2 separate regions of the Drosophila melanogaster genome follow, and region 1 is linked to region 2. Evidence: chromatin contacts called from public Hi-C data. All regions are on one chromosome and are shown on one strand. The core of a region is the stretch at or near the end of the contact, and the rest is flanking DNA. Distances in the headings are between cores, read along the strand shown.

What was found. A called contact is a pair of places that touch in the nucleus more often than the background predicts.
Region 1: a Hi-C map of the Kc167 cell line shows a contact between it and region 2, with 2.2 times the contacts expected there. A contact is called at or near these places in 32 of 107 Hi-C or Micro-C datasets (the Clone 8 cell line, the Kc167 cell line, the PNm cell line and 15 more).

Annotation. Positions count from the first base shown.
Region 1 is chr3L:7,290,124-7,296,306 of dm6, reverse strand. unc-13-4A (unc-13-4A,) reads left to right here. Exons shown (of 13, transcript NM_001274575.2): 3 at 1,388-1,516. Among named protein-coding and RNA genes, the nearest start is that of unc-13-4A, 20 kb to the left of the region's middle.
Region 2 is chr3L:7,186,157-7,192,292 of dm6, reverse strand. It overlaps Dscam2 (Down syndrome cell adhesion molecule 2), which reads left to right and starts at 2,362. Exons shown (of 21, transcript NM_168196.4): 1 at 2,362-3,026. The coding sequence starts at 2,978.

The sequences.
Region 1 (6,183 bases), core at 3,122-5,621, 100 kb before region 2:
ATGCAAAACGTTTCTCGCCAAGGACAAAACGCAAGCTTTAAATCCGAACTCTGACAGCATTGTGATGGGTTATATGAAAAGGATATTCAGACAGCTCAGCTCAGCTAGCACATGAATATTCACAACAGATGCTTGATTTGATTTGCGAAAGGAAATTAATTACACTGACTTATTTTGATCATCGGGATTCTCTAAGTCCTTGAGCCAATTTCCATCAATTATGTAATTAAAAGTGTTAAGATGCAACTTTAATTTGATTTGAACAGAAAACTGCATAAAATGAATTTCATATTTGATTTTGTGGCCGCAGGGTAAAGAAAAATCAAATAAATATATTGGCACTTGAATAATTCAATTACAACTCGATTAAGATTGCATTACGCATTTATAATTGAAAGTAAACAATATTTTTATAAATACTAGTATTTTATGTACATATAAGCTTTATTATAATGCTTATTGCGAATTTTCGCAAAATACAAACTGGCAACTTAATTATTTATAGATTTAAAGCCTACATCATAATGGATATGAAATCCATTTGCAGATTGAATTTCTATTTCTTTTCATTCCAATTGCGTTCAGATTGTGTTTTGAAAATGGGAATGAATTAATTTCAAGAATATTTGAAATATTAAATATTCACCAATTGCTATAAAAGTATCAGAGAAATGTAGTGCATTTGAGTAATTTGCCGCTTTGAATTCCACCGAATTCCAATTTCGACAATCCTACAATCCCATTCCGTCAATCTTTCCGCTGCCAAGGCAATCAAACATGGATTTTGGCTGCCCTTCGAGGAGCACCCTCAATCTTAAACAGGCAAACACAATTAATGGCATAAAAAACGAACTCGAACTGGGAGTCGCGCACTCTAATTTACTTTATTTTTGGACACGAATGGCGGACCAAGTTAAGTGCGTGGCCTCAGCAAAACGGAAACGGATACTCATGCAACCGAAAGCGGAAATGTTACGGCGACGACAGCGAATAAGATGGTGTGTGTATGTGTGTGCGCGAGCCAAAAAAGGCAAAAAAGGACGAAAATAAGACAGACACAGACACACAGGGTCGAGTCGTGTCGAGCGAAGCATTTCTAGCATTAAATTTATGTACATGTCATTTGGGGGCGTATACGTAACGTGCCCGAAGGGTATCACGGTATTTTTGGCCCGGCTGTCCATAAAGTGTTGCGAATTTCTTACCTGCACGGTGCCTTTGTCTGCGCCTGTATTTCGGCGCCATTTGATGGCCGGGCTTAAAAAAATATTTGCTACCGCACCGCGCCTTAAATCCACACAAATTAAGCCCTAAATTAGAAAGCCATCACTTGAAGTAATTGCCGGGCCGATTTTTATGCTTTATATCTTGGTTTTTATCTTTGCAGTCGCAGCATTAGCGGACGTGCCCCGCATGATGTAGTAGACTCGATAGTCCCCAGCAAGGACAACTCAACTCAACTCAACTCAACTGATGATGCCCTCTTTCTCGTGCCATCGAATTGTTTGCGCCAACGGTATGTGTTTAAAATTTCATTTTTACGGTACGGGTTTTTATTTCGCATTTAATGGGCTTCCTAGGTCTTTTTCTTTCGGTTTTTTTTTTCTTTTTTTGAGCGTGGCAACAAAGTAAAGTTGTTGGGCTGCCCACATGAAACTTTAATTTATTTTTGCATAATTTTCAAGGTGTGTGTGTGTGTGGAAAAATGTTCATTAAACACCCGCAGGAATGTGTCTCTCGACTGCGCCGAAATGTTTTTGTTTTAAATTGAGATAGTCGCCGCATGGGTGCGATGGTCCCAGGGCTTCGTTGTCCTTGTCCCTGTTGGGAAACGAGTGGGATGCCGGTCTGGGTGACAGTGACACCAATTATGCATAATTTTGATGGCAGTCACGGGACGAAAGAGGAGGGATAACAACCATAACAAATGCCAACCTTATTAATCATGCATAACGCTAGCCTATGAGGATAATAAACAGCGGAGTTATCGTTATTATAATGATTGCTGGTAATGGACAGGAAAATGAGGAAGTCCGATGGAATTATCTCATTAGTGCGGGTGAATTAAAAGATTATTGTTGGAAAAACTATGCTGATTTGAAGGATTTCATAATTGAAACATATATATTAACGTTGTAATAACGTTGACTTATCAAATATAGTTATACTTCTGTGTTTTGTATTCTCTACATTCTACATTGATTCTATTCTCAAATGTTTTCCTTTGGCCTTTGCTACTTTTTCGACCTGCGTCATTAAAACAACACCCAACTTCGTTAGCTCCACGGGGCTTAGTTGTGTTTATTATTATATTCAAATGCCACGCCCACAAACAGGCCATAACATGCACCACAAGGACGCCCCCGTGTGGCACATCATCCCTCATCCCGCCAGGAGTGATAATATTTTCCTTCGGTCCGACCGCAGTTTTAATGCCTTTTTCATTGTCTTTTCATCGTCATCGCCATGGTCGAGGCCCATGTCGCTGGTCACGCCCCTGGTTGTCCACATTGGGTCCTGGATCCTCGATCCCTTTGCATTCATGCTGGTGGAGCTTTCAGGAGGACCGAGACTGAGTGGCTCTGGCAAATTGACGTCATGTCATCAATCAATCTTGCTGCAGAGCTGCGAGCCGCACGCCAACGCATCATCACGCTTTTTCTTTTCCCGCCCTGACAAGCTGTGAATTTTGTTGTTTTTTTTTGCATTTTCCCGCCGCACATCGCTGCTTAAATCCAAGTTTGTCCGAGCAATTTCAATTTACTACGAAATACTGTTTTTCGCTCGGACAATTTTCATTATGCATTGCGATAGCTTTTAACTGCAGGCCGTTGGAGTGCGGCTTGATTTATGTTTTTTTAATGAGTCCCAACGACGGTTTAGCTATTGTCTGACCAAGCGTGAAGCCCTCGCAAATTTCAGACCTTTAAGTGGTCTCTTTGAGCGTGGTTACGGGGCAAAGGGTTCAAGGCCATAGCATTGACCTTTGCCACAATAAATATTCAGAGGACGTACTGTTGAATGGAAAACAAAATAAGAAATAGGCAACGAAATGCGTCGGGTGCCGTTAAATTTTAATTGCGTCGCAGGACACGGCCATCATGGCGTATACGTTATGCATGTGACCAGGAGAAGTTGTCGCTGCTAATTTCCCATTTAACATGGCTCCCTTTTTCTGTGAGCGAATGTGTGTGTTTGTGTGTGTTCGTTCGTTGCGCTGTTTTATTGCTCGGTTATTTTAATTAAAAACTTTGCTCAGCTGACAGTAGCAATTGGACCATCCGCCCATCCTTAACCCATTTTGCCTGCCTACTCAGCAACTTTCCACCGCTTTCTTGGGCCGAAGTTTCCTGCGCATTTTGGCTGCCTCGAGCAGCGTGTGGCATCCAGACAACAAAGCTGTCGGTACAAGAGCCACTTTTGTGCGAGTATCTTCCTTTGTCTTGGCCTTGTTTTCGCCACCACCCATACACACACATCCAGTCATCCGGCGTTTTAGCGACTTTTGCTATTTTTACGCTGCTAAGCCGCCATTAAAGCCATATGCAAAATATGGCCACGTTAAGAGCGTTAGAATGTGAGGCGCAATCTTGTGCCTTCGTTCTTTTTTTTTGGATTTTATTTGTTCACTCCTCTTATGTCACCTTGTTGATGATGTTGGCGACATTCGGAAAAACAAAAGCGCAAAGCGGCGGTCCTAATCCCGCTTAACGTTCTGTTGACATCGCCGTGCCAACCGAATGCCATCAGGCATTTCGTCACATAAAAATACATGGCCAATATATATGTGAAAAGCAGAATAATGAAAAATGTATATGAGGGCCGAACACAACAAAAATAAAGGGTCCTTAACGAAAATAAATCATAAAAACCGAATGGAATGAAATACAGATTACTTGGGCACGAACCAAGCCCCTCTTTAAGCGGAATTTCGCCGCCAATCGGCTAATGGTTTGTCGCAGAAATGTTAAAGGATATTTTACCAAGGGAATTACTGTTGCATTCAGAGAAACTTTAATTCAGTTCGCTTTAAGCAATTAACTTAAACGTTAGTTAACCAAAACATTAAGATGACTATAATGCTGCTGGCCAAATTGCATTTCAACGTTAGTGATAATAATTAAGCATAAAGCAAACATTGTGCGAAATTAGTTTCCCATTTAAGTCTGCCTGGCATTTCGAGTGCCAGAATGCACCTGACCTTAGCAAAAATCCCACATAGTTTGCGAAAATTCCGCACTGTACCACTGGCACCAACACGTTTTAATTACCAAGCATTTAAGCAAACAAAAGCCTGAATGTGCAGTACAAAAATACATTTTCATTGCTCCGCACGCGATGTGTGCATTGCGCATACGCCGCGTACGCCGGCCAAGTTCGTAAATAAGCCGCAGCGCCCTTAATTGCAGACTTTGTACTTTGAACGGGGCAAACGGGAATGGGTTAATACAAAACGCAATGAAAGCAAACAATAAACCCGGTCGGCATAAAGGCCAATGGAGAAAAAATCCAGAACAGTACCGAACAGAACGAAGCAGAAGCAGAAGCTGAAAAGCAATTTTTATGATGGTCCTTTGGTAACCCAGTAAAAATGAACTTAAAGCCGAGCTCAACGAGTTGGAAACATTGAACGTCTGGCAGAACCATAACCCATCTTCGCCCCACTCACCCCTCAAGTCTGTCATGCCCCCACCCCCCTCAACCTTCAACCCCGAATCACCCCTTATGCCCCCAGGAGATGTTGTGCATTGAGCCGTTTTGGATTTTCTTGTAATTTGCAACAATGTTGAGCTGTGGAAGCTGCTGGTGCTACTGCAACATCTTCGTTCTGTTGCGTTCGTTCCTTTGCCCCCACTTTTGTTGTTCGCTGTTTGACATGTCAAAGCCAAACAAAGCGCTGCTAGACCCATACACACATTTATTGTTGGGGGGATCTTAACCATTAGCACTCCCCATGGCGTTGATTGGCGTCAAAAAACGCATCAAACAAAGGCAAGGTGACTTTCAAGTTCAGCGCACATGGTCAAGAGGTGGGTTGGAAATTGAAAGGGGAGAGATATTTTGGGGGTTCTAAACGCTTAAAGGCCAATTAGTATAACAAATTATTAAATCAAACAAATTTAAAGGGACCTTAAAAATGGTAATAAAAGAAATTATAAGAAAGCGAGTCTTTTCTTAAAATGAGAAATCGATGAATTCGGGAATGGATATCATAGTTACTGCTTTAGAAGTTTTTTCATCACACAATTTTAAGACTTGTACAAAATTTTGAAATTTTGACTTTTTACTCATTAAGTCTTATGCTCTTTATCCAAATTAGAGTAAAAACGAAAAATTCAAAAGAAAACTCCTAAAAGTTGCTTGGCCAGTGCTTCACAAATTTCAGCCATTCTATGCATTAATTAGCAGCATAAAGAGTTTATCGAAAGTTTGTACTTAGTTTTGGGGCCACAACCAGTACGAACAAATGCAGGCGTAATTTCCCCATCGATTTTGAATAAGCCAAGCATGCTTGGAATTTGTAATTAAAGGCGGCCAAAGCATCTGTGGCAGGAGTGTTCAAGCGGCAGGCACTTTCAAATTGTTGCAATATCAAAGGCGACAATTAAACGTTGACTCGGCCTGTGTGTGTCGCTTCAGCCACTCCGTGGTTTTGGCCACACTTCACAATTAGCCGAAATAGGACACACATACCACACACAAACACACACAAGCACACGCACACATAGATATACAAGGCACATTAATTATGCATGCGTATGTGTGTGACGCGCCTCCAATTTCCAGGGCCACACATTCCTCATTGGCGGAAACATTTTTGCGCCAACCGCAAATATAGTCAATGGATGGATCCAGTGTCCTCTGGGAGTGGGAGGACACTGAGAGAAATTTAAAGTGTTTGATATATTTTAAAAATTCTTTTACAGTATACCTTACAGTAGTAACCAGTCTTGCATATATAAATTTACTTTCAATAATTTACCAAACGCAATAAAGTTAACGCCAAAATCAGTATTGTTAAATTTTGAGCTTATTTGTTTGAGTGTACCTTGTAAGATGCCTTACTTGAGTTTTGTTCAAGACCTGCGTCTAATTAGGCAGCCTGCGTACGCCTCGCTAGGCTTATACGTAATTTGATAGTTTTAATTGGCCATTCCATGGTCCCCTTAGACATGCGATGAA
Region 2 (6,136 bases), core at 1,113-3,612:
ACTGAAATACCTAGAGACAAAATGGTTTTAATTTCCCGTAGTCTGCATATAAATTTAACTTATATTCCGTGCACTCCCCTACTTCCTATCGATTCTAAAACTTACCAGCATCATAATTGTTATGCAGATTTATAGAAGTGGGTTGACAGGCCAACAGTGACCAGTGGCCAGCATCGGATATGAGCCAGTGCATTGAATGCATCCGAACAAAGCCTGGCATTGCATTGCATTGTGAGCCAAGAAACGAATGACCAACTGAACTGAATAGACTAGAATTTTAAAGGAGCTGCCTCGAAAGTTACTTTTCTGCTCCCAAATTTATAGCCCCGCTGGGGAGTCCTTTTTCCTGTATCCCTTTGGCACGATGCATGGACATGGGGAGCGGTCGAAAGTGCCAAGGCACCTGGCGGGCCTACAAAACCCACCCAAGCCCACCAATGTACACAATCCACCAACCCACCAACACACTAGCTGCCACCCCCCCACCTGACCCAACTCTAATGATGACAGAGTGGGGCGAGTGGCAAAAATGAAACAGTGGCCATAACGGAGCGCTGTTGTTTTTGCTGCCCGTTGACTGCATTTACTCCGGTTAAAGCTGCCAACGTGTGCAGACACGCATTGGCAGTCAGTCAGTTTGCCATTTTGCCAGTTTGTTAGTTCGTCAGTTTGTTAGTTTGTCAGTTTGTCAGCCAGCCAACCAGGCAACCAACAAACAAACACGATAACGCTGCTTGAGCCAAAGAGTGTGACGGCAAACGGAAAGTTGAAAGAAGTGGGGCAGCCTAAGATCGAATATTTATATACCCTCTATTATTTACACTATTATGCAAAGACATATTGAACCATATCTATACATTAGCGTAACAACTAATTTAGTTAGTAAGTATCCAAAACTATTTGTATAAATATCAGTGTATATTTAAGTCTAGGGTATGCAAAGGGTCTGCCTTGCAACTTCCGATAGCACATATACATGCACAAATGCTCACCGGGACAAAACTCAATGAGTCAATGACTTTTTGGTGTCGTTCGTTGATGCGCAACGCGGTCCCGTTGTCATTAGCAGCGACACCAGTACCAATACTAACACCAATACCAACAGCAACACCATTACCATTACCACCACGGACAACGTCACGCTCACAAATGCAAGTCACACTCGCTGGCACACACACACACACACACACTCTCACAGACTGAATGGCATACAGGACTCATGAATATGGTTACTGTTGCTTGTTGTCTGTTGTTTGCTGCCTGACTGTTTGGTGTTTGGCATTCGGTGTTGCCGTGGGAAATGCTAACGGGTCCAAAATAAATTTGGCAAGCAAACACGTTTCGGCTTATGTTTTATTGTTGCTGCCTTTGTTGCGGCGGCGGCTGCGGCATCCACTGTCCTTGGCACGCCTAATGTGGGCCAAAACCCGATCCAAAGCCCCCATTCGCCGCTTTTTACGCGCTCACGCGTCCCAAAAACAAGAAATTGGCCAGCGCCAAATGTACACAAATAATTCAGTGCACTGAAAATTGCAAAATGGGGAAAGTTATATAAAATGTATCTGTCAAATTGAATCATAGAACATTTTTTTATGACATTATTGTTATATTATATATATTACATTATATACGTATATACCCTTGTTATTAAATCTTTTCTTAGTGTTTTTTCTCTGAGTGCTAAAAACTTGAAATAGCACACTTTGGCGCTTAACATAATGAATCTTGGCAGCTGGCTGAATGCGTTGTTGTGGTGGCACTTTTTTCCTGGTACGAGCAAAGACCCGACCTTGTTGGCCATAATTTCCCCTGATGCTCATTAGGCGAAATGGCCAAAAAGTAGACAACATTTATGCGCTGGCAGGAAGGGACTTAAGTGTAAAATTGCTATGCATAATGCCAAGTAAATTATGCTGGCAAAGTCGATGTTGAACTTAACAAATTGCGTTATTAATTGAAAGCAAATTTATGGGATGATGCTCGATTAATTGAAAGTAAATGAGATTCTTAGCCCATTCCAATTCGATTTCGAAAGAGTCATCATCAGTCTAGCTGAATTCATGATGCCTAATCTATGGCAAGGCAAGATGGAGCTGGCCGAAATAATTGAAACATTCAACTAGGCACTCACGCATGTGGCCGCACCACTGCCCAACCACCCAACCGCCTATTTTCCTCTGTGGCCGCACCACCCAAGTGGTCCAGTGTAAACACAGCTGTTTCTTCGACGACGCTCCAAAAAGGTCGTACCTAACCACAGACAACAAATGGTGGTGCGCATGCGCTGAGAGCAGCCACTGGCGGTGCTGCCAACTGCACCACTGAAATGAGCCATCAAAGAGCTGGTGGTCGCCGCATCCGGCAGTTGCTGTTCGAGGCTCGAAGGATACGCACGGCTCTGGTGGACGACGGAAGTTGGATTGAAAATGCATCGGGACTGAGTGCCGAAAGTGACTGCGTGTGGTGAATTCTCGCCGAAGAGAGCGTGGAAGAGAGCCGCGGAGTGCGTGTGTGTGTGTGTGTGAAAGTGCTTCTACTTTATGGTGTAAGAGCTCCTAACTTGGCCAACACTTCGGTTCCGGCGGCGCGCAGTCAAGTCGAGTCCTTGCTGGCAGTCGGTTGTCCTGGCGGGAGAGTGCCTAGTTTTCGTATAGCAAAGTGTGCCGGCACCGGGCCATGCAGTCCCCTAAAACATAACAAAACATCAAATCATGCAAACACCAAATCACCAAAGTGAATAGAAAGAATCTGAAAGATACATAAGTGCCAAAAATATGTGAGAAGAGGAGTCAAGTGTCTGCAATGTAAAATCGCTCGAAAGCAAAAGCCAAATCAAAATTGTACAGCTCACTGCCCACGAAAAATTCCTGAAAAAAAAAAGCTCAGCTAAAAACCCAGCAAATCAAAAAAGATAACAAATAATAAAACAAAAATTTCAACGAAATTCAAATCAGAATCAAAACAGAAGCCGGTAAACATGTGGATTAGTAGCCGCTTCTTTGTGATTCTCCTGCTGCTCAATCTGGGTAGGTGCCACCATCAACTTTTCTCCGGGAAAACTCTTAAGCCGGCCTGCCGGCATTTTAGGCGCCTCTTCTTGGTTTTCCCTAAGTCGCTCGGCACGCGCCGCAAAGTATTGCTATGCTTAGTGCTTTTTGTTTTTCCGGCACCGGCAGTGTGCGTGCGATTTTCCAACCATAAGCCCCAACAGCTGTCGGCGTGTTATTTTTCCCTTTTCGTAACTCGGCTTACGCCTCCGAAACGGAACTTATTATTAAGTCTTGCGAGTAAAACAAAAGGATTTGGGGGCTTTTGCGGGATACTCTTGGCGGCTTAGGCGGCAAAGAGAAAAGAGTCGGCCAAGAATTATCTTCAGTCAAGGCAATTACTCAGTTTATTATCATTTAAAGGCAAATCTTCAGTGGCGCAGAAAGACCTGAATTTATGGTGATTCATGCGTGTGAGGAGGTGCTATAATTTATATGTTATATACGAGTGTCGCTAGCCCAGAACTAAGTGCAAATGACTTGGTCTCTTTATGGAGCAGTCAGGACCAGGGCCAGGACCAAGACCGGAGACCATAAAATTGCCAGAAAAACTAAAGCCGAAATGCCCAAGCATAATATAAAATTGCCTTATGATAAAAACCAGGCGTCAATTTATGCCACACAAAACGACTATCCCATCTACTCGTTATATGTGTGTATACACAGAGAGAATAAATGCCAAAGAAATGGGAGTTCAAAATGTCAAAATTTTTTTAAAACGTTATCCGTTTAAAATTTATTATATTAAAAATATATTTTGTCTAAATAATTTTTTTTTAAATTGTATATCAATCGGATAACCATGTTTTTGTCGTGTCTATGCCAAAATCTAACAAAATGCTTTTTAAATAGGTTTTTCACCTCAGTCACAATCTTTGTAATATTTTCTCTCTGTGCATTTGAATGTGTGTGTGGGACAGGCTAATGAAATGTGTCAGGAGCAGAACACTCGATCGACCCACCGACCTTTTCATATCCGAAGAGCCATGAGTGTGGGGCGAAAACCTCTTTTGGAAATTTGATATTTTCCAGTTTTCATTGCCCAGCTCTGGCATTCGTTGCTGACTGGCTTACATGTCTATTCGCTAACCAAAAAAAAAAAATAATAATAATAAAAATATAAAAAAATATCGAAATGCCGCACAGATATTTCATGATTCATACTCGTCCACAAACGTATTTATTCGCACCCTCGATGGAGCCAGGAGCAAATGAAAAATATGCAAATGAAATTGTTGCTCAACGTCTAAGCGTACACACTTTTTTGCTCCGGCGTTGTGAGAGATGGCTCACATTTTTCGGTGTTGTTATTCCATTTTCATGCAGATAATCATAAAATATAATACGTTATATAAAATCACCAGCACCCGACAACAACAATGGCGAAAATCCGATTAGATTCGAGCTGGGGGAAAAACGGTACGAGTTTGTGATGGGAAAATTATGAAAAATTATGGCCAAAGCAAAAGTTTTACCGCACACTATGATTGATTATGTTTTAAACCGTTTATGACAAACGCTTTAATTTGTTGTAGGATTAATGAAGTGCAAGGGATAAAGTTTATATTAAATGTTCACCAGATGGCAATTTAACTTGGAAAGTCCGCTTATACCCGAAAATCTTAGTTTCTGTTGCTGGCATTATTAATGATTTAGCCTAACAAAAAAAAGTTTAGTGAATTTGCGGTTTCTCAAAAGATTTTATACTTTCACAGAAGTTTTAACTTCGGGACCATAGTAAATTAACATTTAGTAAAAATTGATTGTAATAAACTTAAAAGAATTTACTTTAAAGGTGTTCTTCGCAACCTAACTTGGGGTTCTTGTAATATTCATAAGAAAATCTTTTAATTTGTAAAATTTCTCAGATAGGATATATAAATTAAGTATATTCTAATCTTTATCTATACCCTATTATCTATATTCCAAACATTATTGAAAGAACAAACACACTTAAGCATCAATATTAAAGTTCCAAGTGAACTGCTAGATTTTCCCAAATTCAATCTCAACTTCCCAATGTATTCGATTTTATTTTTTGCTCTCGTTGTGCAAAACAATTCGGCCAACAAAAGATTTCGAACGTCTTATTGGAATCGTCCTGGCCTCCATGCCAGTCCTCTGTGCACTTTGGGCCAACTGGAGCACATCTTACTGGGACCAGGACTTTGGCCAAGGCAGCAGGAAAATCAAGTTATTTACAATTATTATTCGTTTCGTGGCCGTGTTGTTGTTGGGCGGCGCGTTGGTCTGTAAACGTTTTAACTTCTTTCAAGTTTTCCTTCTTTGGCCAAGCAATATTGAGTCCGATATCTTTGGGTGTTTGGGTCACGCCTTCCTGCCGCTTGTTTTTTGCGCATAAAAATTGAATTTCCTGTACTTTTCGAGCTGATTGCTTACAAGGTTCGTCGCCCATTTCCGGCGAAGCCCCTAGAATTTCTGTGGTCTTAAAGTCTGCTATAAATATACAATCCCATATTTTTTTTTTGTGTTGCTTTAATGGGTGACTTGGACTGTCCCTAGGATCGGGGCCCATTAGAAATATAACCACTGCATTGCCAGCCGAGTGCAGACACATTGCAGCCACACAACATGTATCACAAGCCGCCCGCCTGGAGGCAACGAAATAATTTCGAAAAGTGCCAAAAGGGCATAATCCAAACAGAAAAAAAATATATATACATATATATATTTTTCGAGGAGCAGGAAAAAGGAGTAAAAAAAAAAAACACACACAGACACACAGGGAAAATAATGTCTGAGAAGCTTGGCAAAGTAACCCCTCAAGACTCGCACAAGTGGATGGGAAACACATTCGGAGTGAACGGAGTGAAATGTGAAATGTACGACACAAAACGAGCGGAAATGCGAGCCAAAGGAAAAAAGGGTTTTTTTTTTTGGTGGGGAATAAGGTGCAGGACGGAAGCGGGGGCGGTGCTGGGAAAAGTGGGCGGGACCCAGGGGCCAGTTGCACATGGAGTCGCATGTAGAGTGCTGCAGGTGTTGCAGAAAACCAAGCTGGAAAAACAATTTGCGAAAGAAATTTGTGGAAAATGTAGACAGCTCAAATGCGCTTTTCCATTGACCAA